Regions from separate parts of the Bombyx mori genome. Here region 2 is linked to region 1. A link is a contact called in public Hi-C data. All regions are on one chromosome and are shown on one strand. The core of a region is the stretch at or near the end of the contact, and the rest is flanking DNA. Distances in the headings are between cores, read along the strand shown.

Evidence for each region. Hi-C and Micro-C count contacts between places; a contact is called where the count stands out from the background.
Region 2: a Hi-C map of middle silk gland shows a contact between it and region 1, with 1.6 times the contacts expected there. The contact joins two enhancer-like sites. A contact is called at or near these places in 2 of 7 Hi-C or Micro-C datasets (middle silk gland and whole pupa).

What each region holds. Positions count from the first base shown.
Region 1 is chr11:19,134,443-19,137,435 of ASM3026992v2, reverse strand. All of the region lies in intron 3 of LOC101746847 (tRNA dimethylallyltransferase), which reads right to left. Among protein-coding and RNA genes, the nearest start is that of TRNAT-AGU, 19 kb to the right of the region's middle. Within about 2 kb of position 1,530, at least 2 of the 8 cell types and tissues checked have open chromatin away from gene starts, as enhancers often do.
Region 2 is chr11:19,213,920-19,216,912 of ASM3026992v2, reverse strand. All of the region lies in intron 4 of LOC101746847 (tRNA dimethylallyltransferase), which reads right to left. Among protein-coding and RNA genes, the nearest start is that of LOC134199608, 18 kb to the right of the region's middle. Within about 2 kb of position 1,617, at least 2 of the 8 cell types and tissues checked have open chromatin away from gene starts, as enhancers often do.

The DNA of each region.
Region 1 (2,993 bases), core at 281-2,780:
ACCCTGCCTATTTCAGCCGTGAAGCAGTAATGCGCTTCGGTTTGAAGGGTGGGGCAGCTGTTGTAACTACACTTGAGACCTTAGAACTTATATCTCGAGGTGGGTGGCGCATTTACATCGTATATGTCTATGGGTTCCAGTAACCATTTAACATCAGGTGGACTGTGAGCTCGTCCACCCATCTAAGCAATTAAAGAAGGCATACTCGAAGTCTCAACACACTGGAAAAAAACTATTTCTATATTAAAAGTGAGCCGGATTGATAAGTAAATTTTTCAAATGACAAAAAGTAAATTGTTCTAAGATATCCAGCTTATATTAATTGGACGAAGAACTCTCTCTCTCGTTCTTTAATATAAATGGATTGATTGATTTGCAGGCTCTTTCGATTCGCTTCTTCGGCATCGACAAAAGATCTTATGCAGAATTAAGTACGCATAGAAGTGTTAGCTTTGAAAATATATGAAGAATGATGCAATCAAGGCAACATCCACGCTCATCTATATCCATAACAATCTTAATCTAAATGCCAACAGGTTCAATATTTTTTCAAATATTTGTCAATTAATATGAGCTATGTTAATCAGTTATAATATTGACTGTTTACGGAAATTCGTGTCATCTTTATAGACTTATCTGTCAATAATAACAACCTTGACATTAGATTGATAATTTGCGTAGTTAATTGTGGTAGGGCGTGTTGTGAGAGTGAGTAGTAGATTTCGACCTTCTTCAGAAATCATCTTCAGTCATCCTAATTAATAAAATTATTGGTAATATTGCTACGATAAAAGATAAATATCTGCTATCTATAAATATCTATTTTTTGTTAGACAAAAATCGCCTGACTTCTACTATACATCGCCGGTCACGGATTCATTGTCGTTTGTCCACAATTTCATTTTGAGAATTCAACAGTTATTCACACGAAACAGACCGCCAACAGCTTATCTGTGGCACCATGAAATAGTAGAGTAAGAAGACTCTGAAGCTTTTCAAGGAATCCGAATTTCTAAATCGATATCCTTACAAATAGCTGAATGACAATCTTGGAGCAAAGATATTTTGTTCATTTTTATTATAGTAGGATACGAATAGTCCACCTGGTACGGTGTATGTCACCAGAGCTTTTACATTTAATAAAATTAACGCTGACGCGTCTTATGGTCAGCAATTTGGTTAACCCCCCCCCCTTCCCCCTTCCCAGGGATTGCTGATGACGATAAACAGCGAACATACGGGTCTTATTCTCGTCAGCCCAAAGTGACAATTAATAAGCGAGACGAGGTCTAAATTTCAGTCCTATAGTATAACGGCTACCACGCCTTTCAATCCAGAACGCCTGATTGCTCCGCCGTCGAAGTAGCGTAGAATCAAATGTGGCGTAGTTGGCACGTATTACGCAACATTTAATATCCGCATATCGTACGTTAAAAAAAACTCAATAAAATATCTACGCAAGATAAGATATCTTGGGACGAGGCCGTCAACACAACGGCTGTTATGTTAGGTTATGTTCGTAGTTACACGATACACAAGGTCGACTGAGAGGCCCACACATGTTAGTTATGGGGACTCGAATTATCCGCCCGTAATTCGTTTTGTATTCAACGACCAGTTTTATTGTCGACTGTATCCCTGTTTTGATATTATACATTTTTTGAATATTCATTTTTGGAACGAAGTTCCTTACGGCAGGCTTGGAGGGATAGGGATTTTGCTGCGCGACCGAACTGAAAAAAATGTGATAGTAAGAACCGTAAGAAAAAGTCCGTGGAATAAGGCCTTGTTTTCCGCACAGCGATATTTCACCGCGCGATTTTTTTTCTTGTATTTTTTTATTTTTTATATGGAACTTCATTCCTATCCGGTGTCCTACGACACCACACATCTTTTTTAATATCATGAGCTAAGTGTGTGCCACGTGTGTGCTTGACTCGCAAGCGTGATTGGTAATCAACAAACGTCCGAATCGAACGAATCATAAGCTTCTATACTTCATTTAAACAGTGATTAGCTAAAAGCTGTCCGCACCACAATAAAATTCATCATGCAAATTTTTCTTACCTAAGTACCTATGCAAGCGTAACCGAGCCATAGGTGAGCTCTCGCGGCTCTAACCTGTGGACGTTGCTAACACTAGCCCTAGCAAGAGCAGTGCTTCGCAAAATCTACCACCGGATCGGAAACGCGACCCACTGAAAAGATCCGGCGAGAAACTCAGTGGGCTGTGTCTGTGTATTAACTTTTCAGTAAGGAAGTCTGCTAACTTCTGCGTCAATAATAGCGCGCTTTCCACCAATGGACTCATGTTTTTTTTTTCTTGTTCCTTACACCATGGCTCATCGCCCATCTAATATGATTTGGGAAGTTATGGACCGAGTATATTATTGGCCTATCTACATAAACGCCATTGGAATTATGAACGCGTATTTTCATATATTCGTTATAGCTCAATCTGCTTGGTGCGAGTTTTTTAACGTTCTCGATAGCGTAAAAGTTAGCTTATATTTGTATGGAATGGAATCGTTTGCCTACGTTTGCCGTTAGGGGCGCTGTTCCAACTGCATACAAAATAAGGTTAACTTTTACGCTATCGAGAACGTTAAAAAACTCGCACTAAGCACACTGAAACTATAGCGTTTTTTTGGCAAATGAAAATGGTCTTAACGGCCAGATCGAATAAAGCTCTTTTTTAATTCTCCTATCTATTGTGTGCGAAATAAACGACCTACAGTTCTAAAACTTAATAAGAGCGATCAAACGTAAATTATTCAAAATACCGCCTTCGTTATACGTCGCCGTCGAATTCTAATTTCAGTGATTTTGCGTCACGTCCGACCCGTCACCTTGGACGGTGCGCTTCCTACATTTATCACAATTCGTTTTCACTATTACGTGACGGTAATGTTTAAGACGGCACTCGCCAAATTGTCGATAAATTTTCAGGTCTCTTCCTCAATTATACGAGTTGCAGTGCGGTTTTGTTTGTG
Region 2 (2,993 bases), core at 368-2,867, 79 kb before region 1:
GTATAACCAAATAAATGGAACCGTATCTCTCAGCTGCACTATTTGAAGCCACTGTCGTTTCTAAAGATAATTAGTCGCCATGGCGTATGGAGTCGTATAATGAAAACCTTCTCGTGTTCTCCCAACACAATACGCTACGTGTTTCTCACCGGATCTTCTTAGTAGCTGGCGATTCCGAACCAGTGGTAGATTCTTTGAAGCACTGCTCTTGCTAGTGCTAATTTAGCTAATTCTCTCTGGCCGGGCCGTGAGCTAACTTATCCGTCTGCTGCTGCTCTCCGTAAGTGGAGTAGCCCGTCAGGTTACCAGCGAATAGGTAGGAAGAAACAAAAAGTTTACTTGGCGTCCCATTCTTTCAGCCACGACTTCACATCCGTTTGAAAACCATTAATTATACACAGGATAACGTTATTATTAGTATTAAACATACTGTTGACCGTGACAAGCACGTAGGTATGCATTATGTTTCCATAGAATTCCGGTCGGTCGTGTCACGTAAGTCACGACGGATGGGACCTAGGCGCCTGCTGTTGCATCAGACCAATCATTATGTTGGTTTGTTTTATTTATAAAGGTACTAACTAGCGCAGCGATATTGTGGTAATGAAATTTGGACTAAAAGCCAATATGGAAAGTGTCAATTCCGTTCGATGGGGTTTTCACGAGTGACTTATGGAACGATATAAAAGATGCCAAATAGTAGGTTTGTTCTACGGATCGTACTCTTATCTTCATCTGTCTACGGCTCGTCCACTTGTCTTAAATATTTTAAGATGAATTATGCTTGATGCACCACTTTTTTTCCCTACCTATGCTCATAGCCTTGAGATGCTATTTCAGCGTTACCCTAGCGTGTAAGTGAGCTCACGGGGCTTAAAACAGGAGGTGTTGCTAACTCTGGCCCTAGCGAGAGCAGTGCTTCGCAGAATCTACCACCGAATCGGAGACGCGACCTACTGAGAAGATCCGGCAAGAAACTTAGTGGGCTGTGTATGGGTTAGTTTACTCGATGAACCCTTCGTCGCAAGCACGGGTTCGATGATAGCGGTAACCGGTGCTTGAGGTACCTAAAAGCACCGTTAGTGGATCGAGGATCTGAAATGACGTATTTAAGACGACGTCAACTGTTTACCATATCCTCCACCAATGACCCACCTGATCCTGATCAGTTAGCGTTACTCGTGGACATCGGCAATGCTAGGACCTTAGCTACGACAAGCTCAGATTTGCCCTATTTAACAAAATAAGGCATAGCGCAGACCTTGCCAAACAAGTCTTTCCTCTTTATATTTATTAAGTCGTATGATTAAGTTAGTTTTGGTTTGACGAGTGGAAACTAGTTATCAATACAATCAAACACACCGGGGCTCGTCAGTTTTAATCAATGTTCGCAATAGTTATATAATTTGATACGTCAGAAACAATAACGAATGTATATCCCGATTCAATCAGTTGTTTGTTGTTTAGAGAACCATCTTTATGTATTTTATTTTAATGCTCCTCATTCAAAATCCTCGCACAGTACTAACAAAAATATTATTTTAAAGCACGTAATCAGTCCGTATCAGAAGCAGTCAAGGGCGGTCACAGACGGAATTTTATTAACATACGCGAATAATTTAATACGAACAATTTTACGAGCCGCTCGAGGTTGTTGGAGCAAACCAGCACGTGACGTCCGCAGATAGCTTCGCACCGCCAACAATAAACTTCGAAGCGAACGAATAGAACACGAACGAACAAACATTAAAGCGCTCTTTTTGACACGCTTTTATTAGTTTGGTCTGTGTTGTGTGTTATGGAATTTTTTAACGTAATTTTCACTGATCTTTTAACTTTCGATTAATCAGAAATTTTGGGGACGTATCAATGACAATGCGATAATTATATATCGCTCTAATTTCTGCCGTAAAGCAGTAATTCGTTTCGGTTTGAAGGGTGGGACAGCCGTTGTAACTATACTTGAGACCTTAAAACTTATGTCTCAAGGTGGGTGGCGCATTTACGTTGTAGATGTCTATGGGCTCCAGTAACCACTTAACAGCAGGTGGGCTGTGAGCTCGTCCACCCATCTAAGCAATAAAAAAAATAAAAAACACGCTTTTATTAGCTTGGTCTGTGTTGTGTGTTATGGAATTTTTGAACGTTTTGAATTTTTACTGATCTGGTGACTTTCGATTAATCAGAAAATTTGGGAACGCATCGATGACAATGTGATAATTATATATCGCTTTAATATCTCGACCAAAACGGGATAGAAAAAATGAAATTAATTATTTCTTCGGTTCGGCATTTAAGCGTTTTTTTTGTTTAGGAAATTAACTAATACGAAATCTGTAACATTTTAAGACATATATTTTCCACAAGTCATCACTCGGTTCTTGAATGAGCGCAATATAGCGTGCTCCGCGCGCTGTGATACTTCCCCTTCAAACAGGGTTTGAAAAGAGTCCTCGACGGTGGACGGTTGCGCCGTCATGTATGGACATTAGTGAAGCCAAGTGCAGCCTGAAGAAAATGTGGCGGTATTCAACTTGTCACGTACACAGGATACTTTAGCAGCGGAATATCAGGCCAAAGTTTGCTCGGACATTAAAACTGATAGATCAACATCTACATTAATAGACAGACGGATTAACATAATAAAATTTTACATGGATTGAAAATACGTTCTTAACAAATGTTCACGATTGACTTCAACGGTCAAGGAATAACATCGTATAATAAAAATCAAACCCGCAAAAATATAATTTGCGTAATTACAAGTAGGTAGGAGTATTGTGAGTCCGCGTGGGTAGGTATCACCATCTCGCCTATCTTCTGCCGTGAAGCAGTAATGCGTTTCGGTTTGACAGGTGCGGCAGCCGTTGTAACTATACTGATACCTTAGAACTTAAATTTCAAGGTGGGTGTAGCATTTACGTTCTAGATGTCTATGGGCTCCAGTAACAACTGAACACTAGGTAGGCTGTGAGCTCGTCTACCCATCTAAG